Regions from separate parts of the Sus scrofa genome. Here region 2 is linked to region 1. Evidence: chromatin contacts called from public HiChIP or PLAC-seq data. All regions are on one chromosome and are shown on one strand. Each heading gives the region's core, a stretch centred on a gene start, on an enhancer-like site or on the middle of the called end of the contact. The rest is flanking DNA. Distances are from core to core; before and after follow the strand shown.

Region 1 (4,126 bases), core at 1,200-3,699:
TTAAGACCTAAACTAGGCCATAGAGAACCCCAAGATGATGTGGCAAGAGCATCAAGAATGAGTAACAAGTGCACAAAGCTTTCTAGGTACTTGGGAGGTTCCTTTAACCCAGGCCCACAGGGGAGGTAGTCGGGGAAGGCTTGGCAGAATAGTGCTCAAATACCAATCAACGTCATCTTTTCTTGAAATGAACAAATGGAGGACTCTGCTTATCCTTCCAGGGGATGTCTTTGGCTGATGCCTGAAATTAACCGAAGGCCATTCACTTTGCAGTCCTGAACAGGCCAATGAGAGACTCTTGCATGAAATTCCTCTGGGTCTCTGAGCCTGAGATTCTAGGGTATTTCATTCCTTTTAGGACAAGGGAGATAAGCTTTAGACTGAGATCGTCAGACCAATATGCCCAGTGAGGAATTCTCAGTTCTAATTGTTTCCCGGCCAGTGAAACCTTGTGCGACTTGAGGAAAGCTGTTTAACTAGACAATTGCTTTGGCTGTTTGGAAAAGAAGGGATAAGCAGTGAAACTTCCTCTTCAATGGCCAGAAGATCTGGAAATTGGGCTGCTTGGTTGGGCCTGTAAGCAGATAAGGCAGATGGTCCCTGGAGAAAGAGAACTGGGCATGTCTTTCTTTTTTTCTTTTTCTTTTCTTTCTTTTTTTTTTTTTTTTTTTTTTTTTTGCCTTTTCTAGGGCCTCTCCTGCGACATATGGAGGTTCCCAGGCTAGGGGTCTAATTGGAGCTATAGCCACCGGCCTACACCAGAGCCACAGCAATTCAGGATCCGAGCCGCGTCTGTGACCTACACCACAGCTCACGACAATGCTGGATCCTTAACCCACTGAACAAGGCCAGGGATTGAACCTGCAACCTCATGGTTCCTAGTCGGATTTGTTAACCACTGAGCCACGACAGGAAGTCCTGGGCATGTCTTTCTTGACATAAGAGAAGCCATTTTTGGTCTAGGCTATTCCGTGATCTAAGCCTGGCCATGGTGTTTGTCCTTGAATGGGTCTCAGTAGTTAATGACCTAAAAGGAATGAAAGAATGCAGAAACAAATGACTTGTCAGGCAAGAGAAGTAATTACAGCAAAGATAATGCATCAGTTGTAAAATCTTCTAGGTCTGTTTCAGTGGTACAGATTGGCCTAAGGCCCTCAACTGCCAGACCAACTGGAACCTAAGGGATAATGTTGACCTTTTCTGACTCTCATGACTTCAATCAACTACAGCTTGGGGAGTTTCCGATGTGGCTCAGCAGGTTAAGACGTGACATAGCGTCCATGAGAAGGTAGGTTCAATCCCTGGCCTCACTCAGTGGGTTAAGGATCTGGCATTGCTGCAAGCTGCATCATAGGTTGAAGATGTAGTTTAGATCTAACATTGCCTTGGCTGTGGCATAGGCCTGCAGCTGCAGTTCCAATTTCACCCTTAGCCTGGGAACTTCCATATGTTGCAGTGCGGTCCTAAAAAGAAAAAACAAACAAACAAAAACATATGAACTAAAGTTTGGATTCTGTCTGCCACCCAAGCCCCTTCTTGAATATGCATGTTCCCTTAGCTTAAAACTAACCAAATCTGGCTGTTTGAGGAGATACTGCTTTGGGACAGATCCTCCATGTTTTCTTTACTTGCAGCAAGTAATAAATGCTTCCTTCTCCAGATCTTTGCCTGGGTTGTGTCTTTTGGCTCCATATCCACCAAGAGGTGGATCCAGTTTTTCAGATAACAGGCTTGGCCTTTGGAAAATGCCCACTTAGAGTTTACATTTTGTCACACTTACTGTAAGGCCACTGTATGATTTTTATCATGTTTAATGAACTTGCTTCAAAGTACCATGTTCCCCCTGAGCACTTGGCTTTACTAATTGAGAGAAAACACATTTTAAATTTGTCCCAATTCCCCCATTGTTGTGAAGGGAAACCAAAATGGGAGCTCACGCATCATCCAGGGATTTTCAGGACAACAAAGCCTTGCAGGGTCTGACCCACTCTGCTTATTAATCGGCTAAAATTTCATTGATAACTAATGCCATTTCGTGCAGAAGCCTGTGGTCGAAATAGGAAACGGATCCTTTTACTGCAACAATAATCCACGGAGGTTAACAAAAAAGTAACAAGTATAGAAATATCTAGCTTCCTGCCTGGATTAGTCCTAGAGGTTGGGGCAACAAACAGAAACAAAGTGTCGCTTTCACAAGCATTTAGCTACTTAGAAGCTTTAACGGGAATTATCCCAACCGGAAGCCGGGCCGAGGGACCCAGCGATTGGGACGTTTACAGCCAGAGGGTGCCCAAAAGGCGGCGAGGGCATAGGACTCCGGGTCCTGGCTCCCGGCTCCATCCCTGGCCAGGGCTGCAACCCAGGCCCCTCCCTGCCCGCCGAGGCCCCGCCCATCTGGCCACGCCCCCGTAGATCCCGCCTTCTTTGCTTCTCTGGCCCGAGGCCCCAGTGCGCACCGAAGATGGCGGCGGCGGCGGCGGCGGCGGCGGGAAGGTTGCTCCGGGCTTCGGTGAGTGGCTGCTGGCGGGGCACAGGCGCGGAGGCACTGAGGTGGCTCCGAGAACGTGCTTTTCAAATGGGATCCCGCTCCCTTGCGGCCTGGGGGTCTTTCACCCTCTCTGAGGATGTCAGAGGGTAACGGACCTGAGGCCTCCTCTTCTAGGGAAGGCTCCCTGCGCGTGCGCATAACTGCCCTTCCCCCACCCCACCTCGCGGTCCCCTACCCAAATCCCTCTTCCCTCCTAGTCGTGGGTCCCCAGTCCCCTCTCCACCTGAGCACCTGGCTCTGGAGGCAGGCGACCTGGCCCTTGATTCCGTTCTGGGACCGACTCTATGACCTTGAACAAGTGACTTCTTCGTCTTTCTGAACCTGTTAACTTTCCTAACTCAACATAGAATGATGCCTGCCTATCTCAAGGTTTCCGTGAGCATCCACTTAAGTGCTGGATGAAAACCAAAATGTTCAAGTAACCAAAGGGCTTACGTGCAAAAGGCACTTTTTCCTTACTCTCCAGGGCCAGCCGGCCCTGCTATTTTTCTCTCGCAAAGCCTGGTACCCTCTTGCTGTCCGCTCTCCCCTTTCTCATGCTGGGGTTCAACGCAGGCTGGTCCTGAGTCACGCCAAACACTGAAGTTAAGCAAACCTTTGCCTTGAGCCCTGTCCAAACTCTCCCAGAGGCTGAACTTTGCTCTATTTGTTTGCTTCTCTGTAGAGCTTGAAAGGGCCTTGTCTTTTCCAAGGAAAACCTTGACATTGTAGAACAAGTTCAGAAGTTCTGCTGGAAAAGGGCCTGGCCAAGTCTCCTTGGTTTTTTAATCCTCTGGGTTGCTGTTAAAAGCATGGAGTCTTTGTGTTTTTATAAATCCCCCCTGCCTTGCAGTCTTTTTTTTTTTTTTTGGCTGCACCCACAGCATGCTGAAGTTCCAGGTCCAGGGATTGAACTCGGTCCCCTGCAGTGACCATGCCAGATCCTTAACCTGCTGAGCTACCAGGGAGCTCCCTTGCAGTCTTTTTCCCCCCTTCATTTATTTATATATATTTTAAAATAAAAGTTATATGTATTTGAAGTGTACATTATGATTCCATGTACATATACATAATGAAATGATAAATACAGTCAAAGTAATGAACATATCTCTTCATATCGTTACCTTTATTTATTTACTTATTTATTTTTGCTTTTTAGGGCCGCACCCGCAGCATATGGAAGTTCCCAGGCTGGGGTCAAATCAGAGCTACAGCTGCCGGCCTACGCCACAGCCACAGCCACGTGGGATCCGAGCTGAGTCTTCGACCTACACCACCGCTCACAGCAGCACTAGATCACTGACCCACTGAGCGAGGCCAGGGATCAAACCCACATCCTCACTGATACTCGTCAGATTGTTTCTGCTGTGCCACAGTGGGGACACCCCACATAGTTACCTTTTGTGTGTGATTGTACCTGAAAACTACTCTTAGCATATTGCCAGCGTTCAGTGTAGTTTAAGCATAGTCAATATGCTTGTACATTAGCTATCCAGACTTATCTACACAGTTGCAACTTTGTACCCTTTGACCACCATCTCCCAACATCCCTCCCACCTGGCAGTCCTGAGGGATAAGGAAGCAGAAGGGAATTTTGAG
Region 2 (4,198 bases), core at 1,144-3,643, 250 kb before region 1:
ATACGTGCAAGTTGTGGTATCCAATTGGAGTTCTATTGCAATGTTCAACAGAGACACGGCCGATCCACCTCGGCTTGAGGGCCGCCTCCGAACACAGAGCTGAGTGGGAATCTCTCTGAGGAACCTGGAGGCCCCTGGTCGCGGGAGAGGACGCCTCCTTCTCCTGCTCCTGGATGGCTGTCCCGTCCGCCCCGCCAGAGCGGAAGCTCCACCGGTCCCAAGTCTGCTTCGAATGAGAAGGGTCTAGGCTGGTCCCGCCATGGACTTCAAGGCCAGAGCTGCAACTAGCTGCTCCCGGTGGAGTTTGAACTGACATGGTTTGAATTTATGTGGTGGTTAAAACTGGCCTTGGAGTTGGGTGAACTCTTGGAATTGTTCTGATGCTGGGAGTGGGGTGAGCAGGGAGGAGAGAGAGAGAGAGATGGAGAGAGAAAGTTGGTCATTTAGAGTCCAGCTCTGGGGCCCTCACACCACAGGGGCCTCTGAACCTGAAAGAAGATGGGGCCCTGGACCACAGAGCAGCTCCTTTCCTTGCTTGTTGCTGCCTTTTGCATTCTCCCCGTGCAGACCTGGGGACGACGAGCTGCTGGTCCTCAGGACTCCTGGCCCCCTCCTGGCACCCCGTGGGTGAGGGTCCCTCACACCACAGGAGAAGAGAGACCCAGAGTATCTGCTCCCCTGGGGTGGGGGGCCAGCCTCTGCCCCGAGGCCGCTGTCTTCCACCTCCCTCAGCCTCCTCCTTGCTCCGGGCAGCAGGAATTTCCGTCCTGGTTTTTCAAGTGGACAAACTGAGGCTGGGTGGTTCAATAAGCTGCTGCCCGTCTGAGGAGGGTCAGGGCCTGGTTTGAACCCGGGCCACGAGCTTTCACAGCAAATGCTTGTCCCAGGCCTGGGGCCGTCCTGTCCCCCGCCCCATGTTGGAGACAGAGGTCATTTTTTTTTTTTTTTTTCTTTTTAGGGCTGCTCCCATGGCATATGGAAGTTCTCAGGCTGAGGGTCAAATCGGAGCTTCAGCCACCAGCCTATACCACAGCCACAGTAACATGGGATCTGAGCCACTTCTGCAACCTACACCACAGCTCATGGCAATGCCGGATCCTTAACCCACTGAGCGAGGCCAGGGATCAAACCTGCAACCTCATGGATACTAGTCAGGTTCTTAACCTGCTGAGTCATAAGGGGAACTCCCTGAAACTTCAATTTTACTTGATGGAAGCATTTTAAAATTATATTTTTACAGTAAACAGACAGGAGTACAATATGGAATAGGATGTGAAGCTCACATGAAGTTTTTAGACAAAAACTCGGTCTGCATTTTCTCTGCCAGATCCCTGCCCTCCTCCCTGTTATCCCAGGTCTTTCTCATGGGCTCACCAGCTGTGTGACCTTGGGCAAGTTCCTTAACCCCTCTCGGCCTCAGTTTCCTCATCTGTGAAATGGGGCGATAGGAGCACACCCTGGACTCACACTTCACTAAGCTGCCCCCAAGGAGGGATGTGGTTTCCCGGCTGAAGCTTCTCAAGTCCTGAGTTAATAGTCTAGCGCAGAGCAGGTGCTCAGTACATACTGGAGGAATGAAGGTCTAGCTGAATGAAGGTCTGGGGTTTTGTGGAGATTACATAAGAGAAGCCTTCAAAAAGCACCCAGCCCAGGGCCTGTCCACAGTGGAACACCATGAACGGCCACCACTTCCCTGTTATCCAAGCGGGAGGGAGCTGGGATTCCCAGCGGCCTGGGGATGGAGCTGCACCTACCTGCGCCTATTCATCCTCCTTGGGGGAGAGGCTGCTCCCTTGGGGGGAGGAGGAAAGTAAGAAACCAGGGGCTTCCCAGGCTGTGGGATCAGAACGCTGGGGCCAAGCTTTCTTGTAGGGCTTGGCCAGGAGGGGCGCTATTGTGGCCACCCTCTTGGAGGCAGGGTGGAGGTTAGGGGTCTCATTCTAGAAGGCCTGCCAGGTCCTTCCTGGGTTATTTCTTCCACCTGACTCACACCAACCCTGATCCAAGGACAGGCTCTGAGGGAAGAGTACCTTTTCCCAAGGGGCAGTCTCCTCTGGCTGAGGCACACAGCATCAAACTATGGGGGCCGCACCTTAGGAACCATGAGGTTCTGTGGGGATCGCCTCTCCAACACCAGTTCCCTGTGCCTTGTTATGTCAAATCTTTATCTACAGAACTTGCCTCCATCTTTACAATGGCTCTCAACCACGGGCACTGTGTCCCCAGGGATACTGGACACCTGTCTGGAGACTACTGGCCGTGCCCGTGGATGCAGAAGTTCCCAGGCCAGGGTCAAACACATGTCACAGCGGTGACAACCTTGGATCCTTAACGCCCTGTGCCACCAGAGATCTCCATGGAGACATTTTGATTGACACATGGGAGTGGGTGCTACTGCCATCTATTGGGTGGAGGCCGGAAATGCTGCTAAAGACCCCCCAAGGCACAGGTCATTCCCACGACCCAGGCTGAGGGACCCTGAGACTCTGATGAAGCGCTGGCCTGCCCCTTCTGCGCGGGGACCCATCAGCCAGTGGGTTCAGGCACTTCAGACAGGCTGCCTGTCCCCCCTAGGCCACTGCTGCTGTGGGTCTCCCAAGCCCACAAATTGGTCTCTGTCTCCTGGAAAGGCCAGGCCTGGGGGTTTCCCAGAGCAGAGGCTGGGACAGCAGGGTGGGGGGTAGGGGGGGAGCTTACCTGACGCTTGAAGAGCCTGTGGAGCAGCCCTTTCTTCGGTGGTTCCGGAGGGTGGCTTCTGTTCAGGTCCGGTGAGAGGGTACCGTTAGGTCCAAACACGTTCAGCTCCTTAAAGCACTCCGTTTCTATCATCTGGAGAAGCGTCAAAACACGGGGGTGTGAGCGGCTGCATGGGTCATCTTGGGTGGAAAGGAATCCCAGTGGGCCAGCCCTGGCTGGCGCCGTCCTCAGCCTGGTCCTCAGCCTGCGGGGGCCTCCACCACCCTCCATCTCACCAGGCTGACACCTGGCAGCTCCCCGCCTGCCCACCGCCCCTCCTGGACAGCCTTGCAAGCCGCCCTCCCTGAGACAGCAGAGCCGGTCATGGGGGGGGGGGGAAAGGGGAGGGGAGGGTGAGGGGGGTGGGGGGTGCTTATCTTCCAGCCCCGAACCCACCTCCTCCTCCACCCCAAAGCTGCAGCCCCCTTGCCCCATCATTTCCATCTCACTCGAACCAGCTAGAACTTGCCCCAATTCTGACCCCCTTAAGCACTCGGCTGCTGCCCCATTTCTCTTCTTCCCGGCCGAACGTCTCCAGAGTCTCCGGACAGGCCGTGTCTGCCTCACCTCCTATTCCCGTCCCGCCAGCTCCTGACCCGGCACCACACCATGTCCCCTCCACACCCCACCACACCCCAGTCCAGCCACAGGGACGCCCACCCAACTGTCCCTCTCCTGCCCCCGCTGCACCCTCCCCCCGGGGCGAAGCCGAGGACCCCGTGGTGCTCACCTCGCTCTGCCACGGGATGGGCACGGAGCCCGTGGAGAACTTGGAGTAGAAGTCGTCGTCCGTGTGGTCCAGGTTGACGCCCTTGACAGTGGAGAACTGCTCGATGTCCAGCACATCCTTGCAGTACACGGCCCGGGGCTGGGAGGGCAGGGCACTTGTACTGGGGGCCCTGCCCAGGGCTCTGGGGCCCCCGGCCAGGCCTGGGGGTCTTGATGGGAAACAAGGGAGGTCTCCCAGGGCCACCCTAGCCCTGGGAACCCGAGCTGCCCTCACTCAGAGGTGCCAAGGCCCCCAGTTGGAGTGATGAGAGCTCAGGGCCCCCTCCCGCTGTCACTGCCCCACACAGGCTGTGACGGGGAGGTCCCAGGAAGACTTCACATCAGAGGCCAGTCAGAGGTGGTGGGTCAGCATGCAGGCTCTGCAGCCACAAAGACCTGGGCTGGGGTCCCAGCCGTGGTGCTTCAGCACTTTGGGAAAGTCACACATCCCCTGAGGCCTCAGTTTACTTGCCTGCATAATGGGGATAGTGGAAGCACCTGGCCAAGGGGCTGTGTATGGACGTGGCACTATAACCGCAATGATTTCTTTTATCTCACTGGTCTGGGGCTGCTGTGCTGGGACTGAGAGACAAACCCGGGCCCTGCCCTCTGGGAGTTCAAGGTTAGTCATAGGGGTCGCCCAGGGGGCTCTGAGAGCCTGGGATTCTGGAGATGAGGGCTTCATAGAGGGGAT

Evidence for each region. HiChIP or PLAC-seq counts read pairs in DNA pulled down with a chosen protein or histone mark.
Region 2: a contact with region 1 is called in an H3K27ac HiChIP or PLAC-seq map of alveolar macrophages. The contact joins the enhancer-like site here to the promoter of PRDX3 in region 1. A contact is called at or near these places in 1 of 5 promoter capture datasets (fetal skeletal muscle), 8 of 47 Hi-C or Micro-C datasets (alveolar macrophages, blood, embryonic fibroblasts and 4 more) and 1 of 2 datasets of contacts at active chromatin or transcription factors (alveolar macrophages).

The regions. Positions count from the first base shown.
Region 1 is chr14:129,089,113-129,093,238 of Sscrofa11.1, reverse strand. It overlaps PRDX3 (peroxiredoxin 3), which reads left to right and starts at 2,449. Exons shown (of 7, transcript NM_001244531.1): 1 at 2,449-2,509. The coding sequence starts at 2,462.
Region 2 is chr14:129,342,681-129,346,878 of Sscrofa11.1, reverse strand. GRK5 (G protein-coupled receptor kinase 5) reads right to left here. Exons shown (of 16, transcript XM_001928584.6): 14 at 3,467-3,604; 15 at 2,698-2,829; 16 at 1-383. The coding sequence ends at 285. Among named protein-coding and RNA genes, the nearest start is that of RGS10, 79 kb to the left of the region's middle. Within about 2 kb of position 2,393, at least 1 of the 83 cell types and tissues checked has an H3K27ac peak or open chromatin away from gene starts, as enhancers often do. A contact at or near this core is called in alveolar macrophages, where this site is marked.